Linked DNA regions of Arachis hypogaea: region 2 is linked to region 1. The links are chromatin contacts, called in public Hi-C maps. All regions are on one chromosome and are shown on one strand. The core of a region is the stretch at or near the end of the contact, and the rest is flanking DNA. Distances in the headings are between cores, read along the strand shown.

Region 1 (5,515 bases), core at 1,450-3,949:
TTAAGGTTTTGTTCTTTTCTATTTGATTGTATCTTATTTATTGACTTTTTATTCTCTGCGTACACTTGATTTTTAATAAAATTCTTATTTATTGTCCATTATTTAGAATTTGACTACTAATTGTGCTAAAAAAATAAAAAATTGAATTTACTGTCGAATTTACCAGTAAATTTTTCCGATGATAAGTCTGCACAAAACAATATAGTATGACACCATGATTACCCGATAGTCGAATAGTTTTTAGTCAAAGAATTCGCTGCAGTATTCGATGGTAATTAGTTACCAGCAAATTATATTTGTTATTTTGCCAGTATATTTGACAGTAATCAACATTTTTTTTTAGTATTAATATAGACTAAATTTAGTTTTTTTATTAAAAAATAAAAAAATACTTTAAATTTTTATTTATTATTTATGAGACAAAAACTGATGTAAAATTATTTTTTTATGACAGATAAATTAAATAAAAATTAAAAGAGTTTCTTGCTGAAAATAATCTTAATCTGTTCCTCTTATTTGAGACGTCACTATCTCATTATTTATCATGTTTTTGCGAACTTAGATTTAGTCCAGAACAATATGAGAATAAAAAAGTCACGTTAATTTCCTGAACTGAATTAGGGTCGAACCGTCGAACTAATAGTTTGTTAAGCTTGCTATCCTTTTACAGATCTCATATAGTGATCAAATATTTGATGAATGATGATACATTTTGTTATCTCTTTCGGCTGTTAGCTTTTATTTTAGTCTCTTCTTTTTCATGGTTTTCTATATAATATAATATAATATAATATAATTATTATTCGCAATTTCGCAATGATACATGTTATTCTTTTGACGCAAAGCAAAGAAGAAAATGGAGAAGTAGTAGAAATGGTATGAAGAAACAGGAGAATTTGTTATGTTTTGGTTATTAGTAGGAACTTAGAATCCGCAGTCCCACCCCATATTAAATTATTAATTGCTACTGCTAAAAGATGGAAGGACATAAGATCATCTCCAGTAGGGAACTCATCCCAGTTCCTGTTTATGGCCCACCTGTCATAAAAAGTAACTCCACATCAGCTTTTGCGTCCTAAACAGTAAATAGGAACTCATAACATCTCTCTTCTCCATTAGGAGGAACTAACTTTAGTCCCTATTGTGGTCCCACCTAATTAATTAATTAATTAAAATACTTGAAATTAATGTAATTAATTTTTTTAATAATATAATTTAAATATTTAAATTTAAAAATAATTCACTATTAAAAGATATTAATATTAAATAAATTTATACATAACAACAATACACAATATATAATTCGGGATTACACAAATTTGTAAAATTACTTAATACAAAAAAAACATAATTAAATTCTACAGTTGACGACAAGCATTGTGAAATTGCCATATGTGTTCAATCAAGTCCTCTTTCAATTGTCTATGCTGCTGCCTATTTCGAAGTTGGGCATTTCTTTGGAGAAATTGATGGTATGGTGCAAAATCTTCTTCTCCCAGCTGAGGTTGTGATAATCCATTTTCAACATCATCATACTCTAAGCCTTGAGCAAAATTTCCTGCATAAGTGTCTCTTTCATCCTCAACAATCATATTATGCAATATAATACAAGCTCTCATTATGTTGGCAAGCTTCTTCTTTTCCCAAAAACGAGCTGGACCACGTATAATTGCAAAGTGTGCTTGCAACACTCCGAATGCTCGTTCCACATCTTTTCTTTGCCCTTCTTGGTATTGTGCAAATAACTTGCGTTTCTCCCCTTGTGGCTTTGAGATTGATTTGACAAATGTGGCCCATTCAGGATAAATACCATCTGCTAAGTAGTATCCCATTGTATAATTATTACCATTAATAGTATAATTTACCTCCGGAGCACGATCATTTAGAATGTCATCAAATACTGGAGAACGATCTAACACGTTGATATCGTTGTTTGAACCAGAAACTCCAAAGAACGCATGCCATATCCAAAGGTCTGAAGATGCTACAACCTCAAGTACAATGGTTGCAACCCCACGATAACCACTCATGTACATACCTTTCCACGCCTTTGGACAATTTTTCCATTGCCAATGCATGCAGTCAATACTACCCAACATGCCAGGGAAGCCACGACCCTCCGCCATTTGTAGCAGGCGGTGTACGTCATTTGGATTGGGTTTTCGCAAGTATTCATCCTGGAACACAGAAATGACATCTTCAACAAATTTTTCCAAGCATTCAATTGTAGTGCTCTCGCCTATGCACACATAATCATCAACAGCATCAGCTGCTACGCCGTATGCTAACATCCGTATCGCAGCGGTACATTTCTGAAGTGGCGACAAGCCTCTTCTTCCAGTTGCATCAACCCTCTGGTGGAAATACGGATAGACGTTTGAGAGAGCGTCTACTATCCGAAGAAACACATCTCTTCTCATTCGAAATCTCCGTCGAAAAATGTCAGCATTATACACCGGTTCATCTGCAAAGTAATCTTGAAAAAGGCGATCATGTCCTGCTTCTCGATCTCTGTTGATCCATCTACGAGTAATTGGGATAGGGCTTCTATCGATATCTTCTTCTTCTGAATCTTCGAGTAAATACTCATCGATCCAATTATCTATCAGTGTGTTATCTTGCCGTCTTCTTTTGCCATACAAAGCCTCATTAAACATATCATCAAAATTTTTAGCCATATGGAGAAATGTAATTTTTAGTTCTCTGTCGAGGTGAGAAAGAAGAGTTGAAGTGGAGTTGTGGAGTCATTGATAGTTGATATTTATAAGTGGAGAAACTAGTTTTGTAACGGCTAGTTTTGCAACGGCTAGTTTTGCAACGGCTAGTTTTTCTTAACGGCTACTTTTGCAACGGCTACTTAACGGCTAGTTTTGCAACGGTCACTTTCATGAACAATAACGGCACAATAATATTGACTAATTTAAAAACTTACATCAGAAGTAAATAAAACAAACTACATCACATAGCAGTAATACGCAATAAATAAATAAGAACATACTACATAACACTACGAATACAAGGAACCATTAAGTAAACCACTTGGCCATTATTTTCTCACATGAAATCTCATGAAGAGCTCGTCGTTTCTCACTCATTGTAGACGTGTCAGCATTAAGTATTTGCATATCCATTTCCCTTTCTTTTGCTTTTATCTCCATTTCTTTAATATACCTCTGAGTTTGTAATTCTTGTTCTTTCATTGCCGCTTGAATTTGTATCTCCTTCTCTTTGATTGCCATCATCTTTGCTCTATGTTCCTTCTCCTCTTCTCTTTCTTTTTCCCTTTCCATTAGTTCCTTTTCTCTAACATTCTTAATATCTTCCATGAGAGATAATTTTTTGACAACCGATGATTTTCTTTCGCTAAAATCTTCAGACATCTGTGCTTTTCCCTTACCTCTTCGCTTGCTCTTCTTTGATCCTTGTGGGCGAACGGGAGAGTCCACACCGGGTTCGTCAGCCAACGGTGTTTCTGGGTTTGATGAGGATGAGTATGCTCCAGTTGCACTAACCTTGGTTCTCTTTGAGCCGCCACTCTGTGTAGGTAGTTGGCTTCTCCATTTTTGCTCCAACCGAAGCATGTTCCAATGCCTCTCAAAAGTGAACTTTTGACCATAATTTGTGGAATAAAGTTTATAAGCCAACTCCTTTATATCATCAGCGTTCGAACCACTCCTTATGTTTCGACTAGCTTGATCGTAGCAACCAGCAAATTGTGCAACAGCCTTGTTGATCTTATACCATCGTTTCTTACATGCAACTACCCCCCTTGTCATGTCGGTGCAAAATTCTACACAGTAGCTATGAATTCGACTCCAAAATGTTTCTCCCTTTTGATCGGTACCAACTATAGGGTCAGTTGAAACATTTAACCACGCACTGATCAACATCTCATCCTCTTCCCAATGCCAGTGTTGAATACTATCTTGCCTCCGATCTTCAATATCATCATCATTGAGGTCGATAGCATCTAATCCACGAGGGTTGGCAAAATCGGAATATTGCGAATTTGGACTAGATTGTATAGGAGTCTGAGAAGATGGGTTAGAAGAGCCACCAACACCAGATGAGTTATGTCTTGATGCACTGAATTGAGTTGGAAACGGCAAAGAAGTTGGAGTAACATTTCCGATAGAAGGGTTAAATATGGATGAAAATGGAAAATGAGGTGTTTGTAAATTTTGATTTTGCGGTTGGAATATAGGAAACTGATTATTATATGGAGCTTGAAAATTGAAATTAGAAAGATTTTGTGGATTTGGATTTTGAAATGTATTTGGTAGTGTGATGTTTTGATTTGGAACTTGAGTGTTTGAGGTTTGAGATTGTTGGGTATTTGGAATTTGAGGAAAGTTTTGTAAGTAATTGAAGAAAGAGTTGAGTTGGTTTGGATCCATTTTTTCGAAAAAAAATAATTGTAGTAGAACTTTGATTTTGTAAACTTGGAAGAAGATGAGGAAGAGTAGTAGAGAGTGTGAGAATAGAAGTGTATCTAAGTGGTATATATAGAGTAACAAAATATTAATTTATTAATAATAACAGTAACATAGTAACGGCTAGTTTCCAACAGCTAATTTTACAACAGCTAATTTAATGTAATAATATAAATTATTAATTAAATAAAAATTTAATCATTTAATTAATTAATTATTATAATTATTAATAAATTAAATATGATTTAATTATTTAATATAATAATTAAATCATATTTAATTTATTAATAATTATAATAATTAATTAATATAACGTTAAAATGTATGATATATATGAAATATACTATATGTAACGGTTCAATATATATATATATATATATATATATATATATATATATATATAAAGTTTTAAACTTTTAATTTTATTAATAAAATATCATTTTTTTTGGAGAGAGACCGAGTCCCTCTAAGCAGGGCTTCACCTGCTTTGAAATTTGTGAAGGTCCTCATTTGATATTTGCTCCAACGGTAAAGCCTCTCTTTTTACTGACACACAGTAAATGGGGTTCATAATTTTTGAACCGTTGGAGTTGCTCTAATAAATTGAGAGTAGTAGAGTTTCTTAGACTGTGTTTGGTTGATATGTTCAAATAATAAAGATATAGATATAAATACATAAAAATATATAAACACAAGAAAATATTTAATTTTTCATTTTATTTGATAATTTAAATACAATAGAATATATAACTTAAAATTTTATCGGAATATCAATTTTATCCTAATTATTCTCCTATCATCATTATTTTTGTCCTTTTTCTTTTGAAAAGTTATCATCACTCATTAATGATCTCACCATTTTCAACCAAACACAAAAATAGCAGTATTCTAATTTAAGTTAAATTTAATACGTATAAAATTAACAAAAATAAATTCTATTTGATGCATCCCAAACAAAATAAGATACATAGATTTAATTTTTTTAATAAAAAACAATTCAATGAAAGGAGGGTGAATAAATTGGAGGAGACGTTCTCTTTGCAAAAGATGAACAGTGTTGCCAAAAAGAGAATGGAGAGAGA
Region 2 (5,515 bases), core at 1,361-3,860, 180 kb before region 1:
CTCCCCCAAAAAGGCAAGCACAAAAATTTTCGCATTTGCTATTTCATATGTTTTTTGAGAGTCAAATTGTGAAGATTACGATTTACGAGCCAATTTGAACCTATAGTCCTATACCATTGAACTGTTCTAGGAATGTTGCGGCACATCTCACAGTCGATTATCATTATTCGTTTTGACTCCAATATAAAAAAGCGATTATGCGGTAATTGGGTTGAATGCAATAAAAAATAAAAAATCACCGAAGATGAAATGTAGTGGCATGTTGTGAGGAACAACTTGTGATTTTCGTTAGTTAAGCCAAGTTGACAATTTGTGGTAGCTGAGTAGCTGCATAGCTAGAAAATGCTATGCCACATTCTGCTCTAAAAAATTGTTAAATATCGAGTTTGCGGTGACCGGGGTACCTACTTACTAGACTCCACATGGGGGTTCGAATTGAGAGAGAAGAGACAAATGATAAGTTAAAAGTTGTTGTGTAAATAAAATTTAGAACCACATAATTTTTATTTTGGTATATGGTATAAGTTGAAGACGAATGGATGAAATATATATATAATAAGTTTGGTGTAAGGGCTTACTAGAAAGAAAAGCATATTTACTATATCATGTCATGATTATGGGATAAGTGATATTATTATTTATTATCTATACTCTAATTGGCGACAATCAATCATAACCTGGAAGAAAAAAAAAGAAAAACAGAGAGAAAATAGGGGCCAAGAATAACTTAACTATAAACTAACTAGGGGCTCCCTCCTCCAAGTACCCAACTTCTTCATATTTGACCTCATCAATACCTCATATTCTACATATTTTGACTTTGTTATCTGTTTCTTAAAAATGAATTTCTTTAATTACCACCAACAACAGAACTCTGCTGTTAGAAACGAAAGTACTGAAACTGATTAGGTCCATAAGCGTTGACTGTTACATCCTCCTGCTCTTCATGCAACTGCAACCCTTCAATCTAATATTATAACAATATATGATAAGTTCAAATAAGCGATTTATGTATTCATGTTGGAATTTGATAGAGAAATAGTAGTTTACCCAGAAATCGACTTCTTCGTCTTCATCATCTCGGGCTGAACATGGAGCGTTGTGATTTGGAATAGGAATAATGTCGCGCTCCTCGTCGTTGCGTGCGAATCTGCCACGTATGCGCGGTCGATTGTCGGCTAGTGTTTTTCGGCATGCATACTGTTACCCCACACAACAAATTAAACTATGGTGCTTCAAAAAAAAAAAAGTGAGGTCTAACTTGCTATTAAAAAAATTAAAAATTAATATTCAATTTAAAAAAATAAAAAAGATAATTAGATACCAACCAATAAGTATTATAGAATTTGTTTTAAATTATTCAAAAATAATACTAAAATTAATTATCATATATTTAGATACAAATATATATATTATTTAATTTATTTTTAATACATATGTTATATTTCAATATATATTTTATATTAATAACTAATTTTAATAACAGATTTTAATATATATGTGCATAATTAAAATTATATATTTACTCTATATTAGTATTTTTTTTTTTTAAATCTTCTTATACATTTCTTTCTTTCTTTTTCAATTAATTTTTATTTTATCAATAAATTATTAAACTAATTTGGTTGAAATTGATTATCAAAATAGTTTGGTCAGTACTAATATTAATACCATATTTTATTCTAATTATTCATCTTAATTATTATACATACCTTGATGGTTTTGTTGAAGTTCCTCTGGCTTCTCTTGGCTCTATATTTTGATATTCTTTCTTTTCTTTCTTCAGCACTATAACGCCCTACTTTGAAATTCGGTTCCTCCAACAATGATCCTTCCCTTTGACACTTCTGATACATGATCATTTTTTCAGTCAAACAATTAATCAACTTACAAAAGGAAATAATAATGCATAAAATATGTTTTTGATTATTTAATTTGTACCTGCAGATCTCCAGTGCTGCACACCCTCCTCATTTGTCCATTGAAGGCACTGTTTTCAGGTGAACTCATATCATGTCTTTGAAAACTTGGAGATTCCATGTTGTTATTATTATTATTGTTGTTTAGTGTGTCAGAGTGATTATTTTGGAACAGAAAATTCCCAGGTTTGCCATGAAAGGAGTTGCTGCTGAAACTCCTCTGCATGTATTTTGCCACATTCTCAGCACCGCTATAACTGTGGGGAAAAAAGTGTTGGTGATTATGATTATTATATCCATAATCAAATTCAACAGCGATTTGGCACTCCTCGCTCTTCACTACTTGTGTCACATCAAAACCCGATGAGAAACTTGCAAAGTCACTCTCCAAATTGGGATCAACACGGTTGTTCTTGTTGTTGGCCTGAAGGCTAAGGTTTTCTAAGTGCGTACTTGGAGGAGAGAAAGAAAAGAAGCAAGATGAAAAAGGGTCAACAGAAGAAGAAGAAAGAGCCTCATCGAACATGCTTTGGTTGCTCGAACAGTGTTGACCAATATCATTAGTAGTGCTGTTTTCGAAGAAAGGAAAAGGGTCAGTGAGAAAAGCAAGGTCTCCTCCATCAGCAGTGACCATGTCTGAGCTTGAATGTGCTTGGAAAGTGGTTTCAAATGAATACAGACCAGAAGACATTGAATTGAAAAATGAAAAACAGGAACAAGCAGCTAGTTGTGTTTTGTCGTTACAATGAACAAAAATAGAAACGAAATAAAAACAAAATTATGACGATGAGGGGTGCTATTTTGTCAGTGTATTATTATATTGGTAACTTGTTGAACAACAAGACATAATCCAAGCTTATGTTACTTTCTTCAATGACGTTCCATTCATCTCTGCTTCAATGCTTATATATACAAGAATGATTAAATAACATATTTACAAATTTGCACATTTGCCCCTCCTCTTTCAATATTCTACTTCTACTACATGCCTTCCAGTTGACTGGTGGGGTCCTTTTTAATTAATTTTAAATAATTCCCTGTCGCCGGAATTCATTTGATATTTTTTCAATTTTATACTATTATTATATTTAATCTCTGATCAGGGGATGGTCAATAATCTTTTATTTCTCTTTTTGGTGAATCATTCTACTAGCTAGCATTACGTTAACTCATTGGTTGAATAAACAGGTAGAAAGTTTAATTTTGGGCTACTGTTCTGTTGAACGAATGAAATTAAAGTGTGGTTAACTTGATATTGTTGATACATTCTTAGCACAACTTGTTAAGTCCAACATGCAATTTGGTTTTTGAATTATTATTTATATTGTCTCAACAATATAATATCTTAGCACTGCTTTGTTGTGATGAAACCGGCTCAAGTTTGGTTTGATAAAGTTTTTATTTATTTTTTAAATAATTTATAAAAATTAATTTTTTAAAAATAAATTTTTAAAAATTATAGTATTTATATTTAATAAATTCAAACGATAACAAATATATTTGATAATAATTTTTAAAATTAAAAATATTATAATAGATATTAATATAAGAATTAAATTTAAATATTAATTAATATATAAAGTTATATTATATTTTTTAATTTTAATAAATATAAATTAATTTTAAAAAAAATTAAAAAATTTTAAATATACCATACCTTTTAAAAATTATAAATATAAACATAAGATAAGAGATTTACCAAACCAAGTTTTAATATATCTCTCTGGTAATAGAGTCCAGCCTGTTGCCTAAACTCAAATGAGGTAAAAGCTTACTTTAAGAGTTTGTTTCAGTCTCATGAGAGAATTAACTCTTTTTTTTTATTAAAGATAGAGAGACTCGAACTGGCAACTTTTTAGGTGAGTATGGAGAAACTATGCTATTTGAGTTATAACTCATTGGCAGAGAATTAACTCTTTTTATTCATTACTTTTTTTTAAATTAATTTTTTATCCTTATATTTATGACCTTTTTATCTTGAATTTTTTAAATCATAACACTAAATCTTAAAAAAAATAATTTAAAAAAAAATCTAAAATAATCTTGAATGTTTATACCGTTTTAGGTTTTTATCTACTGACATTCTTTTAGATTATTTTTTTAAATTAAATAATAAATACCGTGCTCAAATACAATTTTTAAGGATCCAGTTTAATGACTAAAAGATTCAACTCAAAACTACTATCTATATCTGTGTTTTTCTTATCTGTTTTGTCTATGTTTGTTTTTGAGAGATCCCTTTAACAGGTGGAGGAGGCACTGAGGGTTGTTCCACCTAAAGTTGGAGGATTGCTGAGAAAAGAAACGGAGAGTTAGATTAGAAACACTTAGATATAGTCACCATGAGTTTGGTTTAGAGAAAACTTTAGGACATGAATTTGGATTGTTGGAGTTTTGGAATGTCTCTGGCTTTTCGAGACATTATTTATTAACTATTCGGGCACCTTTACCATGTTGAGAACTCCCAATTCTCATTCCATACATATATTGTTGTTTTTCAGATGCAGGACGCGAGGCACCTCGCTGAGCATGTTGGAGGCTCTGCTGAAGCGAAGATCTACTTTTGGGTTTTGTGTTGTACCTTGTATATGTATATATGTATATAGGTTCTCCATCTTGTGTATATTTTTATTTTGTCCTCTTAGAGGTTGACTTGGAGAAACAGGATCTTATTCCATCTTTTGGAACTATTTTGGGGTTATATATATATATATATATATATATATATATATATATATATATATATATATATATATATATATATATATATATATATATAAAATTATACTCTGACCGGTCTTTGCTTCGCAGGTCGAGTTAAGAGCTTACTACTTGTATCTTTTTGGAACTTCATGTATATATATGTACATTATCTTTACTATACGTTGTTATCTATCCCTTTTTACGCTTAGCCGTTTCGATGCAATGCGTTTCTGTTTGTTTCATCAAGTTTTTCTTCAAGACTCCTAGTTAAAACTTCTTTCCATACATGCCTATGTATGCATTTTTCTTTTAGAGGTCATAATACTCCACTACCTCTAATTTATGAACTTATGCGTAAAGTTCTGTGTGGTATGGTGCTACATTAATCATTCTGTAATTTACATTGAAAATAAGAAAAAATTAAAAGAAAAAAAATACCAGAATAAAAATGGAGAACCAAATTGCTGAATCAGTACAATCAACATTGAGAAGTGCACCTCGGTAGACAAGTCATGGAGAACTTGAAGTTTAATAGAAAATCAATCGAGCCAGTCCAAACAAATTAAAATTCTAGACCCAAGAATCATAATAGCATGCTTAATTACTTATGAACTAAGATAAATGCGGATAAGAGAATTCTAATTTTAATCTAAATTAACCTAACTAGCAAAAACTAGTTTGACTAAATGAAATTACTGAGTAAGAATTAAAAACTAACTAAACCGTAATGAATTAAAATAGAGAAGATCAAAATGAGTTTTTCCAAAAACCTAAAAATTGAAGAACAGAGAAATAAAAGGTGGAGGAGAGGAGGTTGCAGGCTTGCATGCAGCTGCACTGTAGTGTCGCCAGAACAATAGAGCGGTAGAAGGGTGGTCACCAGAATGCGTTAG

The links. A called contact is a pair of places that touch in the nucleus more often than the background predicts.
Region 2: a Hi-C map of an unstated tissue shows a contact between it and region 1, with 5 times the contacts expected there. The contact joins the promoter of LOC112732673 here to the promoter of LOC140177671 in region 1. A contact is called at or near these places in 5 of 8 Hi-C or Micro-C datasets (leaf and an unstated tissue).

Annotation. Positions count from the first base shown.
Region 1 is chr13:110,838,102-110,843,616 of arahy.Tifrunner.gnm2.J5K5, reverse strand. It overlaps LOC140177671, which reads right to left and starts at 2,699. Exons shown (of 2, transcript XM_072210820.1): 1 at 1,537-2,699; 2 at 160-187. The coding sequence starts at 2,678. The coding sequence ends at 160. LOC140177670 (glutathione S-transferase T3-like) reads right to left here and starts at 3,776. Exons shown (of 2, transcript XM_072210819.1): 1 at 3,398-3,776; 2 at 2,934-2,953. The coding sequence starts at 3,776. The coding sequence ends at 2,934.
Region 2 is chr13:111,014,399-111,019,913 of arahy.Tifrunner.gnm2.J5K5, reverse strand. It overlaps LOC112732673, which reads right to left and starts at 2,610. Exons shown (of 5, transcript XR_003168071.3): 1 at 1,942-2,610; 2 at 1,713-1,847; 3 at 1,051-1,200; 4 at 820-967; 5 at 600-786.